3 separate regions of the Mus musculus genome follow, and regions 2 and 3 are each linked to region 1. The links are chromatin contacts, called in public promoter capture Hi-C maps. All regions are on one chromosome and are shown on one strand. Each heading gives the region's core, a stretch centred on a gene start, on an enhancer-like site or on the middle of the called end of the contact. The rest is flanking DNA. Distances are from core to core; before and after follow the strand shown. Region 1 holds the start of Atg4d (autophagy related 4D, cysteine peptidase). Region 2 holds the start of Swsap1 (SWIM type zinc finger 7 associated protein 1). Region 3 holds the start of Angptl8 (angiopoietin-like 8).

The links. Promoter capture Hi-C pulls out the DNA fragments that hold promoters and counts their contacts.
Region 2: a contact with region 1 is called in a promoter capture Hi-C map of erythroid cells, with 19 times the contacts expected there. The contact joins the promoter of Swsap1 here to the promoter of Atg4d in region 1. A contact is called at or near these places in 2 of 39 promoter capture datasets (erythroid cells and liver) and 1 of 9 other capture datasets (liver).
Region 3: a contact with region 1 is called in a promoter capture Hi-C map of liver, with 3 times the contacts expected there. The contact joins the promoter of Angptl8 here to the promoter of Atg4d in region 1. A contact is called at or near these places in 2 of 39 promoter capture datasets (both in liver), 2 of 484 Hi-C or Micro-C datasets (embryonic stem cells and liver) and 1 of 9 other capture datasets (embryonic stem cells).

Annotation. Positions count from the first base shown.
Region 1 is chr9:21,263,909-21,266,583 of GRCm38.p6, reverse strand. Atg4d (autophagy related 4D, cysteine peptidase) reads right to left here and starts at 1,299. Exons shown (of 10, transcript NM_153583.10): 1 at 867-1,299. The coding sequence starts at 1,101.
Region 2 is chr9:21,954,405-21,957,079 of GRCm38.p6, reverse strand. It overlaps Swsap1 (SWIM type zinc finger 7 associated protein 1), which reads right to left and starts at 1,327. Exons shown (of 2, transcript NM_025870.1): 1 at 1,076-1,327; 2 at 1-403. The coding sequence starts at 1,318. It overlaps Gm45914 (predicted gene, 45914), which reads left to right and starts at 1,074. Exons shown (of 1, transcript NR_132099.1): 1 at 1,074-1,796.
Region 3 is chr9:21,834,207-21,836,881 of GRCm38.p6, reverse strand. It overlaps Angptl8 (angiopoietin-like 8), which reads right to left and starts at 1,372. Exons shown (of 4, transcript NM_001080940.1): 1 at 1,068-1,372; 2 at 805-966; 3 at 1-39. The coding sequence starts at 1,364. All of the region lies in intron 14 of Dock6 (dedicator of cytokinesis 6), which reads left to right.

The DNA of each region.
Region 1 (2,675 bases), core at 50-2,549:
AGGTGGGACTTAGTCACATCTTCATAAGGACCCACTATCAACCCAGGGCCGTTCTATTCTGACTGTTGGGTTTTGCTGTAAATCTATAAAGCACATTTTTATTTTGTGTATGTGAGCTTGTGTATATATGTGGACAAGCAAGCACCACAGTTTGGGTCTGGAGTATAGAACATTGACAGGAGTGGGGGCTCTCCTTCCACCATTGGGGTCCAGGCTGGAGCTGAGGTCCTTAAGCTTGGTGACAAATGCCTTTAACTACTGCGGCATCTCACTAGCCTTTTTCCAATTTTTTTTTAAAATATCCACTGGTGTTTTGCCTGCATGTATACCTGTGTGAGGGTGTTAGATCCCATGAAACTGGAGTTACAGACAATTGTGAATTGCCATGTGGGTGCTGGTAATTGTTCCTCTGGAGGAACAGCCAAGGCTGCTGAGCAGTCTCTCCAGCCCCCTGTTTTCCGATTTTTTGAGACCCAGTCTCATGAGGAGCTCAAGTCAGCCTGGAACTTATTATATAGTCCAGGATAGCCTAGAACTCTTGGTAAACCTCCTGCCTCAGCATCCCAAGTGCTGGGATTACAGGTGTGAACCAACATCTATTAACTCTGTTCATACTATTGCACCTATGTTACAGAGGGCAGTAAACAGACCGCAGGAAAGCAAGGTATTTGGCCAAGGTCAAACAGGTGCAATGGGCGGAGCTTGAAAACCTTTCCCATTTAACCTGCCCCACGTCCAGGACTGGGAAGGGCGGAGGACCTGCTTGTGACTCCTCCTGGATGGGCTCATCCACAGGACAGGGTAAAGGTTTGGTTTCTTTTGCTCTGACCCCTCTGACACCCTTGACCAGTGCACCCCCTCCTCACCATACTTGACGTTGTTCCAGGCTGTCAGGAACTTGGCTTTGAACTTGTCCACCTCGTCGGGCTCGGCGGGGTCTGTCCCAGATGAACCGAGAGCTGCCACTCCGGACCCCGAAGGTCCCAGGTTGCTAGGATCCGGGATACGGGTTTGTCCCCTCGGCCGGCGACAATCGGCCCGGCGCGCGTCCTCCGAGCTCCCGCTGCGGTACTGCGCCGCAGCCGGCGACACGGAGTTCATGGACCCGCCGGAGAGGAAGGACGCAGGTGTCCCCGAGGTCCGGGGAACTGCGAACGCTCGGGAGCAGCCCCGCGGCCAGCACAGTGTTACTCTATACTCAGAGCCGGGCTCCCGGGTCCGGCTCTGGCCGCAGCGGATACCCGGGCTCCCACAGCCAGCGCCATCTTGGTGGCCCAGAGCACCCGGATACGGTGGGCTTGGCTAGCGAGCAAGCCACGCCCCTGTACAGTCCGCCTCCCTTGGACTCACCACACCCTCCTAATCTCACCGCGCAGGCGCAAGCGCGTCCCTGGGGGCCCTTATCTCAGACCAATGGGTCAGAGCCGGAGAAGCCACGCCCATTTACAGCCCTTTCTCAAGCCTTGCACACCCTTGTTCTGAATGACATCTCAAGCTGCGGACGCCGGACCTTCTCTCGCTCAAAAGTGCAGATTTCCCCGCCCTGCCACTCAAATTCCACTGCATTGAAGGTCCCATGTTCTGGGTGCGATACATGGGGCTTGTCGTGCCTGTGGAGATCTCGTAAGAGCCAACTCAGGTTCCTAGACAGCCAGCACCTTTATCGCATCTTTATCCGCTGAGCCATCTGAAGGGCCTTTCCAATGTTTTGAGACAAGCTCTCACTTAGACCTGACTCTCCTAAGGAGAATACATTCCGACTATTCAAGTCCTGCTTAGGCACACGAGCTCCGTTCACGCCCAGAACACATGCCCCGACCTGCAGTGAAATTGGAGAGCCCAGGCAGAGAACCCACCCTGGAGCTCAGGCTGGCCTCCAACTCATGGCTGCCCGCCTGCGTCAGCTTCTTTAGTGCTGGGGTACTCAAAGACTGAGCACACTGGCGATGGAGCTGAGTTGGTAGAGGGCCTAGCACACGTGAGGCCCTGTGTTCTATTCCCTGAAACCCAGAAACTGAGTGTAGTGGTGCATGAAACCCAAGTCTCTGAGGCAAAGGCAGGGGCACAGGCCCCTCCTCTGTTGTGCAAGGCGTTTGAAACCAGCCTGAGCTTCATGAGAACGAAAGAGACTGTGAACACAACAGAGTTTATCAACCCAGAACAGATGTCACCCTGGGGATGTGACTATCCCTGACCCATTGGTGCCCCATTGGTCATGATTCTCAGTGCCTCAGTTTTCTCCTGAGCAAAATTTGAGGGAGTTATCTGTAAGACTATAAAAGGAAAACGAGGGCTGGTGAGATGGCTCAGTGGGTAAGAGCACCCAACTGCTCTTCCGAAGGTCCAGAGTTCAAATCCCAGCAACCACATGGTGGCTCACAACCATCCGTAACGAGATCTGACTCCCTCTTCTGGAGTGTCTGAAGACAGCTATAATGTACTTCCATATAATAAGTAAATAAATTAAAAAAAAAAAAAAGGAAAACGATTTTGGCATTTTTTTTAGTGAATCTTTTTTATTTATTTATTTATTTTATTTTTATGAGAACGCTGTCGCTGTCTTCAGACACACCAGAAGAGGGCATCAGAATCCATTACAAATGGTTTTGAGCCACCATGTGGTTGCTGGGGATTGACCTCAGGACCTCTGAAAAAGCAGCCAGTGCCCTTAACTG
Region 2 (2,675 bases), core at 78-2,577, 690 kb before region 1:
CTGACCACTCTGTCCTAGGGCTCAGTTTGCCCAACTCTAGGCTGGCTCGAAGGCAGCAATGCTGTCCCAAGCCTAGGGCATCTGGCTGCAACCAGCACTGTGCAGGAAAATATCGCTTAAGTAATGGCAGATGTGGGGCATCGGCCTCTGCTTCTTTCTGGGTTTCAAGGGCCACAACAAGCCCACAACTGCCATTGGCTCCAAGACGGTGGCTAAAGAAGGCAGCAGTATCCAGAAGCAATGCAGCCAAGTAGGCGGCTTCCTGGGCACTGGGATCCTCTGCGAGATATTCTTCCAGGCCGTCCAGGAGTAGAAGGGATGGGGTCGGTGCTGGGGCCTCATGGGCAGAGGCCAGCAGCTGGAGAAGCTCTTGAATTGAGGATGGGTACTGGAAACGAACCTTCTAGAAGATAGGAAAAGGCTAGACTTAATATAGGAGGTCAAAACTCCCTATTATGGCTACCTCACTTCTATACTTTCCGGTCTAGGCTCTCATGGTCCATATATAAAGTTCCAGGATGAAGCACCAGCTCAAATACTTCACCCTTGTCACCTGCCCTTCTCCAGCAGTTGTCACTGCTCAAGATTATTTAAGGAAAAAACATTTTTTTTCTTTAATACAGGGCCTCATGTGACCCAGGATGATCGCAAACGCGTTTTGTAGCCAAGGATGGCCTGACACTTCTGAGAACTGAATCCCAGGCATATATTATCAAGTCTGGTTAAAGGGATAGAAAGAACCCAGGGCTTCGCGCATGTTAGGTAAATTCTCTGTTCAGTTAATCCCAGTCCGTATTTTTTTGTTGTTGTTTTTGGTGGTTTGTTTTGGTTTGTCACCCATGCTCACCAATGCCGCCCGACCACAGGACGGTCTTTCACTTCATCTTAACTAAACCCGCACTGTCCCGTCCCACGACCCTACTCCGCCTCTTCCACCCACCACTTCCACAGACGCTTTATGACGATTTAGTTGTGAATCTACGATTCACGCTGCCATTTGCCTATCGAACTGTCACTCAGGCGCGAACTAGCCCGCCATTGGGTAACGCATTGCCAGGTCCAGCCCTCCGTTTACCTGGAGCCGCCAATGCTCTCGCGCTGTGGGTGTACTGAGCGGCAGGCTCTGAAGGGGCCTTCGCGTCACGAAGAGGACGGACCCGCGGCCTTCCCCTGCCGCCTCAAGGGCGGCTGCAAACAGCAGCGACGTCTGCGCAGAGCGCGGAGCGCCGAGCAACAGCAATGGCGGCCCGGCAGCGCCATCCTCTCCTGGCCTTGCCGCGCAGCCGGCATTCAGCACCCGCCTCAGCGCCTCCGCCATTTGCTGAGTGCCGCTGACCAATCAAAAGCGATATCTCATCTTGGGCCCGCCCACACAGAGGCCTCATTGGCTATAGTTCACAGACTAAGTTCGTCGCTGGAGCTGTCAGCCAATGATCAAAACACGGAGCGTGGAGGAAGTGGGTACTTTGAGGGAATTGCTGCAAGAAGCCGTGTGATCGATTAAAAGGAAAGGAAGGTCGAGGGTCCAAACGTGCTCCAAAGAGACGCCCAGGCTCTAGGTCGGAGCTGTAGAGAATGGCTCAGTCGTTACGAGCACTGGCTGCTCCTCCAAAAGACCCGGGTTCAGTTCCCACCATCTACTAGGTGATTCACAGCCATGCACAAGTACAGTGTGAGGGAATCCGACGCCCTCTTCTGGACTCCGCGGACACGTGGCACCCATATATTTATGGCCCCGCGCTTATACACACACTCATGTAAAAATAAATCTAAACATTAAAAAAAGTAGAAGCCGGTCGGTGGTGTCGCGCACCTTTAATTCCAGTACTTGAGTGGCAGAGGCAGGTGAATCTCTTAAGATCAAGGCCAGTCTAGAGAAACCGTCTCAAAAAAAAAAAAAAAAAAAAGTAGGTTCCCTTAGATATATATTGAGGTTTGCAACCAGCCTGAGTTACATGAGCACCTATCTTTAAAAATAATAATAATGATGATGATAACCAGACTTTTAGCTTGCCCACCTGCAAAATGAATATTGTGATTCCATGTGATCATTGTAATGCGTTGGTGTGAACAATTGCTGATGTCACCGAAGCAAAGTTCACAGAGACCTGTTTGCTTGTCTCTGCATAGTTGAATATGGGGAATTTTATTTTTTGGTAGGGTCCCAGACATTTTAGCCTGTGCCACTATGATAAGTTAATACAAGGCTGGGGGTGAAATTCGGGGTTTTGTCCATGCTGAGCAGGCACTCTGCCCTCCATGGGGGGAGGGGTGATTACATTTATTTAGTTGGTGTGAGTGTGTATATACTCCCATTGACACAGAGTGCATGCACTCTGAGGACAACTTCTGGGATGGGATGCAGTTCTTTCTACCCCACCATGTGTGTCCCCTGGATGACAGATTTTTAAAAAAAGATTTATTTATTTATTTTATGTATATGAGTGCTCTGTCTTCATGTACACCTACATGACAGAAGAGATCATCAGATTCCATTGTAGATGGTTGTGAGCCACCATGTGGTTGCTGGGAATTGAACTCAGGACCTCTGGAAGAGCAGTCAGTGTTTTTTAACCGCTGAGCCATCTCGCCAGCCCCTGGATGACAGATCTTCAGGGCTGGTGGCAAGAGTCCTCTAAGCCATCTCACTGGCCCCGATTTCTGGGATTTTTTAA
Region 3 (2,675 bases), core at 123-2,622, 570 kb before region 1:
GAGAGCCCATAAGAGGTGGCTCTGCTTATCAGCTCGAGCCTGTGGGGTAGTATATAAACCTTAGCTGGGAGATCTGGGTCACCTCCCATCTCCTGACCACTGCAAGTTTCTCTGTTACCATCCATGGGGCCCAGCAAATGTCCAAGACCCTCTGGCCTCAGTTTCCCTGTTTGTAAAGTATATCTAAAATGGGACTTGCTCTGTATAGTTTGTAGATGCACATCAAACAATATTGATTGGTTTCTTGATACATAGCACCAGGACTGCGTGGGTCCTGGGAATCCATCTCAGGTCATGGGCTTGGCAGCCTTTACCTGCTGAACTAACTACCTTGTTGGTCCCTTACTCATTCATTCATTTACATATTTTGAGACAGGGCTTCATGTACCCCAAGCTTAACCCGGATGTCTACCTAGCCAGAAATCACCTTGGACTCCACACACACACACACCCACACACACCCACACACACACACACACACACACACACACACACCTGCCTTTATTCCCAGTGCTAGGATTGTTCTTTCTCTTGTTCTCTTTGAGACAAGGTATCACCATGTAGTCAGCTGGCCTAACTTTGTAGCCAAGGCTGCCTTTAACCTTCTATTTCTCCTGCCCCTGCCTCTGGAGTTCTAGAACCACAGCTGTGCCTGCTTCTTGCCCTTACTTGCAAAGGTCACTTCCAGAAGGTCACTGAGGCTGGAACCCCATATACAACTGGAGGGTCCTCTAGCCCAGGATTCAGTGGTGGCCTCTTTCTGAGAAGCAGGCTATACCCCTCTCAGACCTGGGAGTCCCTTACCTTTAAGGTCTCAAATTCTTGGTGGGCTTGACCGAGCCAGGCGCCTCTCAGCTGCACTTGTAGTCTCCGTACAGTGTCCCGCAGAGCCTGCTGGGCCCGGGCCACTTCCCCCAGTGATCGGGCTGTGGCTTCAGCTCGAAGGTGTAAAGCGTCCTCTTCCACCTGCTCAAGGATGGTGTGTCATCAGGGTATGTTTCCTCTGTTCTGGGTTTACCATTTCCTCAGACTCTTACCTGCCACCAACACCCAGCTCCAGTGCTCACCTGAATCTCCGACAGGCTGGTGCGAAGCTCCTGTGTGGCATCCTGGCCCTGCCTGACTTCTGTCCCCAGGAATTCCAGTGCTCTGTCATAGAGGCCCAGGCTGTGCCCAGCTTCTGTCAGGCGAGCCTCTGTGGCTCTGTACACGCCATTGAGGGCCTGGCCTAGCTGCAGGGCCCCGTGAAAGAGCAGGGTCAGCTCTTCATATTGAGCTGGCTCTGGACCACCCAGAGGGGCCACTGGAGCGGGTCGCACTGCTGATGCTAAGGTCCACAGGAGGCAGAGAGCAAGCACAGCCATGGCTGACAGTTTCGTGGGTGTGGTTCCCGGGCCGCTGCGGCTGCCTTTTATTTCCATAGGCTGCCATTGACCCCCCTGGTCAATGGTTAACCGGCCATGGTTGCACAAGGGCCTGGCGGAGGCTCAGCCATTGCATCAGACTGATGGCTAAGCAGGCCATGCTGATATCACGCTGCTAGAACTCAGGGCCAGCTGTGTGTGGGGGTTGGAGGTAGTGGGCAAGCTCAGACCAGAGCTCTCAGCGCCAGTGTCTGTATGAGCATATCACTGCCTTGAGCCTCAGTTTCCCATCTAAGTGTAGAACGTGGCTCCCTTCACATCCAACACAGCAGGCCCAGTATTGCTGGGCCACCCAAAGGGCCATCCAGGGGCTCCAGCCTTGTCTCCTTCCTGCAGACAGCTAATGCAGGGGTCACTGGGTGTGGCCAATAGCTGTGGAGGAGGGGCGAAAAAGTGACATGACAGACATCCTCCTTCTGAGATCATGGAGCCTGACTCCCCGCATGGTTTATGATCTGTGCTAACTTCGATTTAACTTCCTAGAACACACAGGGCAAGTACTGCAACCCATTTTCTCTACCTAGGCGTCCCACAAGTAGTACTAAGCATTTGTTGAACATCCACTTTGCGCACTCAAAGGAACAGCCTTGCTTCCCTTGCAAATAGAACGTTACACTCTGAGGTTGCGGTAGGAGGAACATGAGTTCAAGGCCAGCCTGGGCTACAGAACTAGATCCTCTCTTATGGCAAGAAAACAAGAGCTGAGGTGATGCTCAGAGGTAGAAGGCTTTCGGGGCACTCAGCATTCCATCGCTAGCACCACAGAAAATGGCCGTGAAGTTAGTCATTCGCGATGAGCTTGACACCGAGAGTCACAGGACTCTGTCACAGAGACCCACTCACTGTTCTGTGTGGAGACTCGCTGTTACTGGTTGTTGGTACAGAGCTTCAGAGGCTGAGCTAGCAGGCCAGATGCCTCCATCACACAGCTTAAGGGGGCCTACAGGGTTGGGGCTTGTGCACTTACAGCTGGGGAGAAGAGGCAAGACCAGGTTCCGGTTCTCTTTGTATCTGAAAGACAGACCCTATAGATAACTCCAGGGAGCCAATAAGGTGGTAGTGTGGGCTGCGGGAGGCCAGTCTGCCACCTGGCTACTGGTGGGACCACCTTATGTTTTTAATTATTTATTTATTGTTGGGGGGCAGGGTTGAACAGAGATGTCCAAAGAGGCCAGAGGCATCAGGTCCCCCTGGAGCTGACTGAAGTGGGTGCTGTGAACTGAACTTGGATCCTCTCAAAGAGCAGTGCGT